Linked DNA regions of Mus musculus: regions 1, 2, 3 and 5 are each linked to region 4. A link is a contact called in public HiChIP or PLAC-seq and promoter capture Hi-C data. All regions are on one chromosome and are shown on one strand. Each heading gives the region's core, a stretch centred on a gene start, on an enhancer-like site or on the middle of the called end of the contact. The rest is flanking DNA. Distances are from core to core; before and after follow the strand shown. Region 1 overlaps Egf (epidermal growth factor). Region 2 holds the start of Enpep (glutamyl aminopeptidase). Region 3 has its middle 110 kb from the start of 6330410L21Rik. Region 4 holds the start of Alpk1 (alpha-kinase 1). Region 5 overlaps Elovl6 (ELOVL family member 6, elongation of long chain fatty acids (yeast)).

Evidence for each region. Promoter capture Hi-C pulls out the DNA fragments that hold promoters and counts their contacts. HiChIP or PLAC-seq counts read pairs in DNA pulled down with a chosen protein or histone mark.
Region 1: a promoter capture Hi-C map of cranial neural crest shows a contact between it and region 4. The contact joins the enhancer-like site here to the promoter of Alpk1 in region 4. A contact is called at or near these places in 4 of 39 promoter capture datasets (cranial neural crest, embryonic stem cells, hippocampal neurons and 1 more) and 1 of 115 datasets of contacts at active chromatin or transcription factors (large pre-B cells).
Region 2: an H3K27ac HiChIP or PLAC-seq map of large pre-B cells shows a contact between it and region 4, with 5 times the contacts expected there. The contact joins the promoter of Enpep here to the promoter of Alpk1 in region 4. A contact is called at or near these places in 2 of 39 promoter capture datasets (hippocampal neurons and liver) and 2 of 115 datasets of contacts at active chromatin or transcription factors (large pre-B cells and pro-B cells).
Region 3: a promoter capture Hi-C map of the HPC-7 cell line shows a contact between it and region 4, with 6 times the contacts expected there. The contact joins the enhancer-like site here to the promoter of Alpk1 in region 4. A contact is called at or near these places in 4 of 39 promoter capture datasets (the HPC-7 cell line, cranial neural crest, liver and 1 more) and 2 of 115 datasets of contacts at active chromatin or transcription factors (large pre-B cells and pro-B cells).
Region 5: a contact with region 4 is called in a promoter capture Hi-C map of liver, with 2.7 times the contacts expected there. The contact joins the enhancer-like site here to the promoter of Alpk1 in region 4. A contact is called at or near these places in 7 of 39 promoter capture datasets (the 3T3-L1 cell line, hippocampal neurons, liver and 2 more).

Annotation. Positions count from the first base shown.
Region 1 is chr3:129,692,536-129,695,235 of GRCm38.p6, forward strand. Egf (epidermal growth factor) reads right to left here. Exons shown (of 24, transcript NM_010113.4): 19 at 383-505. Among named protein-coding and RNA genes, the nearest start is that of 6330410L21Rik, 60 kb to the right of the region's middle. Within about 2 kb of position 1,251, at least 9 of the 459 cell types and tissues checked have an H3K27ac peak or open chromatin away from gene starts, as enhancers often do.
Region 2 is chr3:129,331,481-129,334,180 of GRCm38.p6, forward strand. It overlaps Enpep (glutamyl aminopeptidase), which reads right to left and starts at 1,269. Exons shown (of 20, transcript NM_007934.3): 1 at 382-1,269. The coding sequence starts at 1,001.
Region 3 is chr3:129,642,228-129,644,927 of GRCm38.p6, forward strand. No RefSeq gene overlaps it. Among named protein-coding and RNA genes, the nearest start is that of 6330410L21Rik, 110 kb to the right of the region's middle. Within about 2 kb of position 1,319, at least 3 of the 459 cell types and tissues checked have an H3K27ac peak or open chromatin away from gene starts, as enhancers often do. A contact at or near this core is called in the HPC-7 cell line, where this site is marked.
Region 4 is chr3:127,779,192-127,781,891 of GRCm38.p6, forward strand. It overlaps Alpk1 (alpha-kinase 1), which reads right to left and starts at 1,336. Exons shown (of 14, transcript NM_027808.1): 1 at 970-1,336.
Region 5 is chr3:129,581,245-129,583,944 of GRCm38.p6, forward strand. The region is part of intron 2 of Elovl6 (ELOVL family member 6, elongation of long chain fatty acids (yeast)); the gene reads left to right. Among named protein-coding and RNA genes, the nearest start is that of Gm35986, 50 kb to the left of the region's middle. Within about 2 kb of position 1,412, at least 22 of the 459 cell types and tissues checked have an H3K27ac peak or open chromatin away from gene starts, as enhancers often do. A contact at or near this core is called in liver, where this site is marked.

The sequences.
Region 1 (2,700 bases), core at 1-2,500, 1.9 Mb after region 4:
CAAAATATACTATTACAAGTCTAGACATAGTTTTGACCTGTCTAGCCCAGCTAAGTTTTTCCACAGCCTCTGAAAACAACCAACCAGTGGAAAAGGAGTCACAGAGTTAAGAAGAAACCCCTATACTGAACCGTTAGGAGGAGGAAGAAGGGGAGGAGTTAATCATCATCATCATCAGCATCAGCATCATCAGCATCTTATCGCTGATGCTGTGAAATGAACAAAACCAGAATGACCACAAACTCCGCAGTCCACCACCAATCCGGTGGTGAAATCTAGTCTCCAGCCAGATTAAAGAATCCGCAAGGCAAACAAAAGCAGCCTAAGATTTCTTGAACCAAGTTAGTTCCTCACGGTTGATCTGGACCTCGCATCCACCTACCAGGGCAACTCAGTCCGGGCGAGGATGGGCGGCCTGCGCAGGTGCAGTTGTAGCCTCCCTCCGTGTTGGTGCAGGCGGCATTCTCACCGCAGTTGTGCGCCCCCCGCTGGCACTCGTCAATATCTGTCCCAGGAGTCCGTGGGAAGAGAAAGGGGTGCAGGGAAGGGAAGGAAGGGTTACGAATCCACAGAGTCCAGCCGTATAGAAGGTTTCTTCACCTGTGTGGTGCTTCATGTTCAGGGCCCTATGCATGCTGGGGGGGGGGGGGGCTGTCATGAATGCTAGAAATAAAAGATTGCTAGGTCCATGGCTGCACACCTATTGCTGGACTCCCGGGCTCCTGAAAGGCTTTCTTTTCACTTGTAAGGAAAGACATCGAGACTTCTCCAGACCGAAGATCGGTAAAGCACCTCCAGCAAATGGCATTTTATATCCTAAAACTCGGACTTCACTTTTGCAACTAGAAGCTTATTCATTGACATAAATGGCATGTCAGGACAGGCATGGCAGTGCACGCCTTTAATCCCAGCACTAGGGAGAGAAAGGCAAACAGATCTCTGAGTTTGAGGCCAGCCTGGTCTGCAGAGTGAGCTCCAGGACATCCAAGGCTACACAGAGAAACTCTATCTCTATATAGTATGAGCTATATAAAGAACTAGGCCCCTCCTTTAGCCCTGCTGCCAACCCATGTCTGTCTCAGCTGTTATTGCCCAAACAAATAGGTCTTCCCATTGTCTGCACTGAGTTACCTTCAGGAGAGCTGCCTCGGTCTATTCCAACATCTCAGATCTCCTCTGGGCCGCTCCCAAACACCAGAGCCTCTCCTGTTCCCTAGGCCACACAGTGATGAGCCCGTGACTGTGCCACTCAGGGGCAGGCCAGAGGCTTTTCTGTTGCCGACAGCTGTGCTGTCCAGTATGGAGAGACTTGCCCTCTGGGAGTATTAGGCTCTCTAAACTGCATCAAGTCTTATGGTCCAGATGGTGCTGTCAGTTCAAAATACACACCAGAGTTTTAAGTCTTAGTGTGCAAGTTAAAATATAAACATTTAAAATACCAATTAATGGTAAAATGCTAATATTTTAGACATAAAATGCACTAATAAATTAATATCAACTGTTTCCTTTGAATGTTCATAAAATAGCAGCTAGCACGATTAAGAGAGGGAGGTAAAAACAATAGCTGACCCTCAGACTTCATTTCCTGCGAATATAAGACGATTCATCTGCTAATAGAAGGCACTGAGATGCCTCTCCGTACATGCAGACCTCGACAACCAACCACCCAGTGACTGATCCGAGACAGGCTTTGTGAGGAGCTAACTAAGGTTAGACAAGAACAGGAGGGCACCCTGATGGAGCTGCGTCTTTAACAGATGAAGGAGCACCAGGCTAATCACAGAGGAGAGACTGAGGATGCAGTGAGAACGTGGCTTCCAGAGTCAGAAATGGCGCATTCACCAGACCACACCATCCATCACATGGGGCGTAGCCCCAAGAGCTGTGGGGAAGGAGGCTCCTGTGACCTGAGCCGCCCTGTCTGTGCACTGTGTGGTTTCTCTGCTCACACGCAGCCTGTACTCAGCACTGCTTCCCACCACTTCACAGATCCACGACTTGCTCATACCTGGATGCTCCCTGCCCCTTCACATCTCTGTTTAATTAATATGGATTCATTCTCTACAGTCCCACCCAAATGACACTTCCTTTAGGAAACCTTGCCCAAGGCCTCAAGCAGACATTCCCCCCAGTTCTTGGCTTTGTTGTGTTTCTGCTCCTCATGCCGCACATCTGCCTGTGTTTCTCTCTTATCAAAGCTGCCTTTCTCCCAGACCATGGTCTATTGGTCAGCAAGAACTGGCTTCTTCATCTTGATAGTTCACAGTTCCTAAGGCACAGTTCCTTTGTGCCTAATGGAGGCGAAGGCTTTGAACGGCTGTCCTGAATGAATCAAAGGAACTTCTGTTCTTTGTTTCCTACAGTTTTTAATTCTTTCATTTTCTGCAAGTCCTGAGATTGAACCTCTGGCTTCACATGTGTTACACAAGCACCTCTGAGCCACGCCTCTAGCTCTCGAGACAAACCAGAACACCTGCTGTAATCTTGTTAGAAATCCTCTCTCACATTTTTGGTTACGAGCCTATTCTTTTAACAGCTAAGCCATCTCTCCGTGCAGCCAACACCTTTTAGCCCAACACTCAGGGGGCAGAGGCAGGAGGATGTCTGTGAGTTAGAGGCCAGCTTGTTCTACAGAGAGAGTTCCAGGAAAGCCAAGGCTACACAAAGAAATCGTGTCTGGAAAAACCAAACCCATCTAAA
Region 2 (2,700 bases), core at 19-2,518, 1.6 Mb after region 4:
GATAGGGATCAGACCCACAAAACACAAGAGATGGGAAGCAAAGAGAAAAGGCAAAAATAAACACTGCAGAAACTGGGTTCAGAGGAAGCACCACACAGCACTGTATTGCACCGCACACAGAACAACACAGCACAGCACCACACTGCATCACACCTCGTCCCACCACACACAGCATAACACAGCACCACACTGCACATAGTAGCACATACAGCTCAGCACCGCACCGCACCGCACACAGAACAAAACAACACAACACAACACAACACAACACAACACAACACAGCACAGCACCACACTGTATCACACCTCGTCCCACCACACACAGCATAACACAGCTCTGCACTACACACAGTAACACACACAGCACCACACAGCACATACCTGATTTGCCCGTCCTCCATGTAGGTGGTTTTGTAAAAACCCACAAGGGAACCGTTCAGCCAGCCTTTAAACTCCATGGTCAGCCGATAGACACTGTCCCCACTGGTGGCCGCAAGGTCTTCTGCAGCCTGGATCACCACGTACTCCTGCTTCTTATACTCGAAGCACCGTCGAATTGGTACCTGCTCCCCAGAGGGCCTCCTTAGCTCCGGCAGCTTGGTGATCTTGGTCTCCCTGATGTGGAGCCATAGGTCACGAGTGGGTTTGCTCAAGTTGACAGAGATGGTCACTATTCCCGTGTACCTGTCTTCCTCCATCAGGGCCTTCACCTCCAGGTCGTAGTGAACTGGATTGATGAAGTCAGGCAGCCTGAAGTTTTTCCATTCTCCGCTTTCATCTTCACTGTCAGGGCAGACATTCTGGTCCTGAGGAGGGAGGGCAGTGCTGGCTTCCGGAGGAGGTTGGGAAGGAGCTGGGGTTGTGTCCTGCTCACACGACCTGGTCAAACCCACAGAAAGTCCCACTATTAATCCAACTGCCACCACTACTCCACAGATGATGGCCACGTGTTTGCCTTTAATGCAGTATTTCTTGGAGGGCTCTTCCTCTGCAAAGTTCATTTTCTCCCCCGAAGTCAGATGTTACACATGAAAGGATGTTAAATTTAACTAACTTTCCTTGTCAGCTGACTTCCCTTTTCAATTGGAAGGCGTCCGATCCCTGGCAGCTTGGCTTCGCTTTCCCACACCTCTCCCTCTTCCCGGTCCTGCTCGTCCCCACCGGCCACTCCAGGATGAATGCGGAGACCAAGGAGTAGGATGGAGACGCAGAAGAGAAGCTGACTTGAAGGAGGAGGACTGATGAGAATGTTGGCTCAGCGCTATATAAACAGCGTCTCCCCAGGCCTGCCCCTTCTGAACTGGAGCGAGTTAAATATAAAACAGGGCTTGAGCTTATCGGCCAATACAGCAAAGGGGTGGGGGTTGGGAGAGGTGGAGATGTTGCCAAACCTCTGTCAGCTTCAGAGAAATCACTTGGCAAAGAGGTGTGCTTACGATAGAAAACGCAACCTTTGCCATCAGATCTAGGGCTTCTTCTTGCTGTGTGAGCAGCCGGGCTCTCTCAGCCAAAGGGCTTCTTAAATTTCACTATTTTATTAGGTTGCTTGCCAAAGAAGCTAAGCGTGATTTTTTTGTTGTTTTTTTTTTTTTTTTCTCCTCCTCTTTTCCTTCAAATTATGTAAACATTCCATTTCTGCCCTCTGCGGAAATCATATCTTAGAGTTCGATACTTGGAGGAGTTTCTAAGTTTAAGGATCATTTAGTCAGTCAGTGACAGAGTTACAGGACCAGGTAGTCCAAGGCAGGTAGATGGAAGGCAGAAGGGGAAATGCGAAGCAACTGGCCAGGTCAGGAAAGCCGAAAAAGGGGAAGGAGAGTGAGGGGGGGAGGGGGAACTTTGGAAAGTCTGAGAGTTTGTCCCAAAACGAGAGTATGCTCTGCAAACTTAGGAATAGTATGTCAGCTTTGGAGCAGATAGCAGCTGTAATGGCTGGCCCTACCAGAGAGCCATTAGCAATGATGTCATTGGTAGGGAGTGAAGGTATGCATAGAGGATTACAACTTCTTATGAGTAGCCAAGTTGCAAACACTAGCCATTGCTGACAATGGCAATGCAAACGTAATGTAGCTATGGAGGTTTTGAGAATTATATATAGTATTTTCTATAAGGTACTTTATAGAAACTAGCATACAAATTTTTTCCCACAATCCCATGCAATTGATTCTATTTGGCTGCCTGTTATAGAGATGGTGAAGGACACGCAGCTGGCAGTAGCAGAATTGGTGTCTGAGTTGAAGGGCCATGTAGTTACTGCACTGCACAGATTTTCTTATATAAAGAGAAGGAATATTCAAGATTAAATGATTATTAAAGGCTTAGCATTTTCCAAAGAGCAATTCCCATGGTCTAGGTAAGATAACATTAAAATCTCTGTCTGGGGAGATGGCTTAGTAAGTTTGTGCCTTGCAGCAGGCACGAAGGCCTGAGTTTGGTTACTAGTACCCACATTAAAAAAAAAAAAACAAACAAACGAACAAACAAACAAGCCCAAGTATAATGGTATAAAACTCGGAATGCCAGTGTTGGAGAGGTGTAGGCAACGGGATCATTGAAGCTCACCAACTCCTCAGCCTAGCCCACTTGGCGAGTTAAGAGCAAAGCCAAGATGGTTGTCTGTCTGAGGAATGGCAGCCAAGTTTGTCCATCCTCTGCCTCCACACACATGTAAATGCACACACATACACATACATACCACAC
Region 3 (2,700 bases), core at 69-2,568, 1.9 Mb after region 4:
TCAGGCTTGAGGGTACAGGTCTGGAGATGGGGATAGGTGTTTGACCATTCTGGGCCTCGGTTTTTCATTTGTGCAAAAGATGGTTCTGACCGGATAGAGGACTGACATAGATACTACTCATGGAACCTTTAGCATAGTTCTGACATAGACAGTAAGTATGGAGCCTTTAGCATAGTTGTTGATACCTGGAACTTCTGGATGAATGAATGCTAGTCAGTATCATTGCATCTTCTGCTGTTTCTTTCTCTTCTCCAGATGTTACAACTTACTCCAAGCAATCATACTGGAAACATCCATCAGTAAAGTTTCCTACCCATTCTTTGTTCAAAATATGAACTATAATCAAAACTTAGAGAATCAGATGTAGGTGTCAATACACAAAAATACATGTCAATAATTATACCATATTTCAACTCAAGTGATTTAATGTTTGGTTTGACATTCTTGTTTCCATTTGGTTTTGTAGATTCATTCACATAAAATAAGCCAAGACCTTTGGGGGGCAGGGGGAAGGGCTTCCCCTGAATGTCCACTGCTGACTGATGTCTTTCTAACCTGCCCTGGGATGGTGGTCATTTTATTTGTTTGTTTTGTTTTGTTTTCACTATAGGCGCACCTCTAACATAACTATCGTGAGGGCAAAAAAAAAAAAAAAAAAAAAGAATTTTTTAAGCAGTAGAGGGTAACTTCTGTATTTTGTAGCTTAAATGTAGCTTAAACTTCTTTATAACACAATTTACAATTGCCAGGCTATTGTATAAGTTTAAATAACCTGAATGTAAAGTGGGATGGCTTTCCATCCCACTTTAGCGTGGTTTTGATGGGCAAGCTTGTCGGGCCTCTTACCAATGCCTGGAAGTCAAGATGCAGGATTGCTGAGAGTTGAAGGTCAGACTCCACGATACCTAAACAGACCAAACCTAGGAGGAACAAAAGAAAGTAGAGCGAGAGAGAGAGAGAGAGAGAGAGAGAGAGAGAGAGAGAGAGAGAGAGAGAGAGAACATAGCCAAGTCCCTGAAGATTATTTTCAAAACATCCCAGCTGGATTTCTCCTGTAAAATGCTAAGCTAACTAAACATGAACCTGTCGTCCAGCTCCGTGACCACATATTACTCACTGAGAAGTATGACCCGACACAAGCTAGTCACTAAGCTTCCGTTTTTAAAGTATCTGTAAGGAAGCCACGGGAAGAAAGTGTCCCTGCTGTCAGCCAAGAAGTCGCCTTTACTAATTTGTCAGCACAGAGTCAGCAAGCTGTTATGGAGCTTAAACAAGGCGGTTTGTGTTAACTGTGGGGATTATATAAAGCTCGTCTCTGTTAGACATACATTGCCTCTAAGATCTCCACGCACTTTCCACTTCTGCATTGTTTTACCGTTAGATTACATGACTGCATTTCAATGATAATAGCTGCCCCTGGGCAATGGGTCAATGGAGTTGAGCCTTCATTAGCGTCCAGCCTGCAGACCACAGTCTAATATTCATGAGTCCTGAATTTTTTCTTCTACTCTTTCATTACCTTTATGAATGCATTGATGTCTCCATATTCAATGCATTTGACCCAACTGGAGTCCTTGACAGCTCTTGACTTCTTAGATTGCCACCTATGAGCATGGCTTCCATAGTTTCTTGTTGTGTCCTCGGTAGCCTGGGACAACTTCTGTTTTTCTTCTTAGCCGAGTGCTTTGTAGGCCCAAGCCCAGATCCAACCATTCCCCCAAAGACTCAAAGCTTCCTTCAGAGGCAAAACATGAGTATTTCCGACAACTCTAAATTACTCATATATTTTAGACACCATCTGAGTTGAACTACATTGTCAGGTTGAAAATATAGATATTCCTAAGACTGAAGACCCTATGTGTGTCTGCATGTAGAAATCATTTCAGTCAACAGCTGCACCAGGAACACACAGTAAGATGGCCAAAGAGCTTTGCATGTCCCTTCCCCCTTTCTGCAATATCTCTCTGATCAAGTCCTACAAGACCATTTTATCCCCCAGTTAACACAGTGAGCCAACTCAAAGAGCAGAAATCTAATTGTACAGTCAGGTTGAGGTAAACCTCGAGGCATCGAACGTGTTCCTTCACCATTACAGAAGCAGGTCAGGCTTCAGAGAAATCTCACAAAGCCCTCTGCACGACATCCTACAAACGATAATGACAGTTGCTTAATTACATTTCAGTTAAATCATTTAAAAGAAGCGTTGTGATCATAATTTTAATATTTTATTCTACATAAAGTAGGAAGAACGATGAGGGGCATAGTGTCTCAGCAAGGGCAAACATTGATTTATTCAGTCAATAAATATTTATGTGCCTGGAAATCTAAGGCACCCATACTTGGTTCTTATAGCTGTGAGCTTTAAAATTAATTTCTAAACTAGGCACTTTGGAGCTGGAAAGATGGCTCAGCAGTTAAGAGCTTTCTGCTGAAGTCGGGCAGTGGTGGCACATGCCTTTGATCCCAGCACTTGGGAGGCAGAGGCAGGCAGATTTCTGAGTTTAGGGCCAGCCTGGTCTACAGAGTGAATTCAAGGACAGCCAGGGCTACACAGAGAAACCCTGTCTCGAAAAACCAAACCAACCAAACAAATTAAAAACAAAGCAACAACAGCAACAAAAACAAACACACAAACAAACAAACAAACCAAAAGAGCTCTCTGCTGTGCAATCAGGAAGGCCAGGGTTTGGATCCTAGTAC
Region 4 (2,700 bases), core at 86-2,585:
CAGTCACGAATGCTCTCAAATGTTCAAGAACATTGAGGGCAAAGTAAGGCGCATGGAGACCTGTGTAGGCTTGAGCAGAAGCAACAAACAGACACAGGAAACTCTGAAATAGTTTTTAGCTGTGACGTCTCATCAGGCAAAGGTCAATATTGTCACTTTTAGGAGTGTTAGAAGCACACAGTTTTTTCAAATGCCAAGAAGCAAGTATTAGGATGGAGGTGACATTGTGTTGTGACATAAAATCTGCTCATCTGCTCCTGCCTTTGTGCTGGTACCTGCTGTAAATACTAACAACTTCAGAGGTTTTAATTTGTGACTTTCCAGGCTAGAGTGCTACTTTCAAATGTTACAATTTTTTAATGATAGGACCATTTTACCTAGACACCCAAAGGAATTTAATTTTTTTTATGTGCGCTTTCTTTGTAACCAAGACTTGCCCACACCCAGAATTTCTGTCCCTACTCCCCAAGTATGCTGAGTGACATTCACACAACTGTGCCCTGGCAAGAAATTACTGACTCCATCGTACAAGCAAGCGGCAGCGTCTTTGATAGCTTCCTATGTGCTCCAAACCCAGTTTCAAATCAGTAGTCCCCACAATCCTTTAATGCCCTCATCAGACACTGATTTTGTGAGCAGTAAGGCTAGCAGGTCTGGCAAGTTCTGTGACTAAGTACATTGCTATTAATCCATATATATATATATACATTAAAGGGTTCATATTTTTCTCCTCTTCACAACAACTGAACTGTAGGTAGCCTTTCCTCTGCTCTTTTTTCCCCCCTGTCCCTTCTGAGGAGCTTCTAGAAGCGCAAACCTTTCTAAGGGCTCAAGAGTTACTTAAAAGCAACAGAGACAGAGGTGGCACCAAGTCTACCGCAATCACCTTTGAGAACACTCTGCCGCCCCCATCCTGCGAGCATCTGCACCGCACCTCCTGCAAGTTTTCATTTGTAAGCTGATACTCACTCAGAAAATAACACTTCAGAGCAGCAGTCTGACCCGGGAGAGTCTTTATTCCGGTACAACCTCCCGGAAACACAGCGTTTCTCCTCAACAGCTTCTGTTTCAGGAAACGGGAATCTGAAAAGAAAAGTCCTTCCTTGCTCAGACCGTGCTTGTCTAACGCCACGCCAAGACACGCCCCGTTAGGGACTGTTGCGGGAAAGGTCTTCTGGGAGTCGTGTTACTGACTCTGGCACCGTCCACCAGGAAAACCCCAGCTTGGCCTCAAGTGCAAATAAACGTGTTGATACACGTGCCTCTGCGACGCCTACTTCTCCTCTGCGCTCCAATTCCGAGATCGACCCCCAAAAGGGGACAAGGAGAGCTTGTCTTTTGATGACATCAAAATAGTGTCATTATGTTCCTGCTTTCTCATTGGCAGTCTCTTCCTTCACTCTTGGATGACTCCATCTCTGCCCTACTCCAAATAAGGAGTTTCCCTGAACTTTCACAAGGAAAGGAACTTGTCTGATAACTGGTTTGTCTTTCAACGGTCGAAGCAAATGAAATCTGAGACTCAAGTTTTGATAAAAAAACATGTCAAAAGTACATGAAAAGATGTTAAAATGTTTATCAAAAAAAAGACATTTTTTATTGGAAAAGTTTTAAGAGGTCAACAATATTTTAACTTTCTCGAGCCTTTCTGAGCCTGCTGTGCTGAGGAAGTTTCTTTAGAAAGAATAGGAATGGACTTTCTTTTCTTTTTAAGGTTTATTTTTACTATCTTATGTGTATGAGTGTTTTGCCTTCATATTTGAGGAGGTGGTGAGCCTCCGTGTGGGTGCTGGGAATCGAACCTGGGCATCTTTACAAGGGCAACAGCAACAAGTGCTCTTAACCGCTGAGCCAACTCTCCAGGGCAGGAATGGATCTAGTAATACCAACAGGAAGCATTTGGGTAAAGCCTTTGGTACATGACCCAAGAAATGAGAACAGAAATCTCTCCGCACCTGGGCAGCAAATGCTTTAGCCAGTTGGACGGATTCCAGCTCTGCTTCTCAACCAAGTGGAAGGAACGATCCAAGCGGTCAAAAGCTAGATTGCCTAAACACTGACTTGTGATCGGCAATAATTCTTCACCCATGACTTTAGAAGTTGTTCGACCAGCCAGAGTGATGGTGTGCTCTTTTAATCCTAGTATTTAGGAGGTAGAGACAGGTAGATCCCTGTGAGTTCAAGGCCAGCCTGGTCTAACTAATGAGTTCCAGGACAGTCAGGATTACACAGAGAAACCCTGTCTTGGAAAAGAAAAAGCAAACAGGAAAAAAAAAAAAGTTGTTCAAGTAAGAACATAGAATTACTATAACAAAACTTTCCATTTATTTACATAACTAGAGTTTCCTTTTTTAATGTATGTTCTTTCTTGGAATGTTACTTTATTGTAGCTATAGATAATGTGCATCTGTTAACTAACTTCTAAGTACCATAAATATCATTGAGAAATGCACTTTTAAATAGCACTCTGTTATTCGGCATTCATCAAATATGTAACTTTGTATTTATCTTTTAAATAAATTACAAATTAAAAATACATGTATTGTAAGCATTGAATAGGCCTGTCTTTAGAATGTTTATTCAATAGTGTCTGTAGCAAAAAAGAGAAATAATTTTAATATATATATATATATTACTGTATATAAATGAGAAAAACACAGAGATATAAGAGCAAGTTTTGTACTATGAGAAAAGTCTATG
Region 5 (2,700 bases), core at 162-2,661, 1.8 Mb after region 4:
AGCTGACCGAAAGCCAATTTGAATCAAGTCCAACTTAGTGAACCAATGCGTTTAATTGGGCTTTCTTCCGGGAGCATGGGTTAGGGGTTACTTGAGTAGGCATTTTATAAGCTTCTACACTATGGAAGACAAATACTACTTATTAATACCCCCAGCAACCCTTAAACCTGGGGGTCAGACTCCCACGCTACCGTCTCATGAGCCATATGTGTTTCTTGCATGCCACTGCATGCACCACACAAGCCCCCCGCCCCTTTCCTCAGGAAGGAAGTGTTAGTGGTCCCGATCTTGTGAGTGGTCTTTCCATTGGCTGTGATCTGAAGGTGACCCATGCCATTCCTAGAAGGCAGACAGGCTCTTTAAGCTACGTTGCTGAACCTAAACATGAGGGAGCAGGAAAACTCTATGTAAGGATTGAAGCAGAAGCTGTTGGAAGAATAAAGAACTTGCTGAGGTTTCGTGTTTTGCTCTGTATTGTAATGTTAATAATACTGGCCCTCAAGATCTGGTTGCCACGGGGATGAGAGTCCTCACTCACACCAAGTGATGCTATGTAACCTAGCTCTTAAGACTATTGGTTGAATAAAGGTGCCAACAGCCTATAGCTGGGCGGCAGAAGAGTGGTAGGCAGTGGTAGGCAGAGTTTTCATTCCTTGCCTTGGGGTCTGAGGAGGACCATGGGGGAGGAAGAGAAAGAAGGTGAAGACACCATGGGGTAAGGAATCATGAGACCTAGGCATGAGGGCTGGCCCAAGACTACTCATATCTGAGTTATTGCCAGGGAAATCGACATGATAGTATATCTGCCCAGCTCTAGTACTTTAAAGGCTCATAAATATAAAACTTCTGTGCCTTGAATCTGAGAACTTAATGATCATTGGCTGGGTAGAAACCTCTGATTCCAACAACAGAACTCGTCTGGCTTTGAACCCTGATCTGTAATGCATTAGTCATAAGTAGACTAATGCATTTTGTGATCCTCACTCTTACTTGTGAAAGGCTAAAATTTTGCTGCATAACCATGATATGTGCTTCCGTTAAATTCCAACCTCATTACGGAAGTCACAGTTCAGTCCCATCGTTCCTGAAGACAAGTGTCTAGGAGTTCTGGCTTGCTCTGCTAGCACAACAACAGAATGCTGTTGGCATGGAACATGTTGTCAAGGAAATCTAGGGTCAGATTTTTGCTAACTATGTTAAACTTTTACTGTTGGCATATAGTTAAAAATTCCACTGATTCTATCAATAAATTAAAGGAATCTGTTAGTACTGACTTGGCTCTACCTTTTTCATTTAGGTAGATGAGAACATAAACTCAAATGTGTTTTGCTTATAAAAAGCCAGGGTTGCTGACGTTCCAGAGTGAGGCTTTTCTAGGGCAAAGGTCATTTGGCTCCATTTCTGAGTGACTTTGACCTTGCCTTCTCAGCCTTACCCCAGAGCTTGTTAGCCAGGGTAGTGAGCGTAAGAGGAAGGCAGTCACGAAGAGCAAGGTTATTGTGTTTTATAACAACAAAATTCTGCTGTCAAGAAAATCCATGTAACGTTAGTGACAAGTATTTTGTGAGTCATGAAAACCCACACAGATCTATGTTCTATTACTGTCGTTATAAGGCTAAAGAAATCTATAGATTTCCAGTGACTAGCTAGTCACCCCAGTCATTGCTTCTCAGGAAGGTTGCTTTAAGCCTGGATCCAAGTCGGAACCATTGGTTTCTGGTTCTTTCTAGAACTCACAGTTGTTCTTAATAAAGTCTGAAGTTCTGTTGATTTCTAGTCTTCTAAGAAAATAGCAATTATGTTTTATTTGTTAACATATCTGTATATGAAGAGGCACACATGTAAAACTTCCAGAGCTACTAATTTCCTTTCCCAGCTTTGATGTGTGTGCTATTTAATGTCATGGTGCCCTTGGCCTTCCAGCAAGACAGAGGTGGGTTGTGGGTAATTCTGCTGCTACCTGTTTCCGAAGCTCTTTAGCTGACAGTCCAGGAAGCATTGGGAGACTTCCTTGATTTCCACCTTCCTCTTCTCCCCCATCCTTGAGGTTCTGTGTTGTGGTACAGGAGAGGCGTTTGTTAAGTTAGCCTCAAAGAACGGTTTTAAGATGAAACACTTGGGGACTTTAAGAAGAAATACTTAGGGACTTGAAATACAATGGTGAAGTGAACTCAGAAAACCTTGACTGATCCCGAGCCAGCTGTCCCAAGGGTCATGCTCACTTGGTCATCGGGCACAGCCAGAATAATTAAGGGAGTGGTGGCCCTACAGAAGGCTGTTCAGGGGAAACAGAATCAATAGTCATAACCTGGGGCGTTGGTGTCTCTAACTTTATTTCAGCTTAGGTCACTGTATCTGTTGGTAGTCCTGCCCTGCTTAGAAGGCAGATACATTTCCTTTATTGCTTCTTAATGTGTTTCTAAAGCTTTAGGTAAGTTATTCAATAAGGAGTGAACATTTTTTTAAAGGCAAAATCGTATGAATTCTGTTGAGAAGCGGTAATGCTGGGCCTTCTGGGCTGTAGGACTGATTGAGCCTCACTGTGAAGTCCCAAGTAGGTTGCATTTTTCCTCATGTGCAATGCAGAGACACTGGAGATCTTTGTCACAAAGTGAATGAAAACTTGAGGAACTTAATTGAGAAATCAGACCAAATTTACACCAAGGATTTCAAATGTCTAAAAGGGCAGTAATAGAGCAA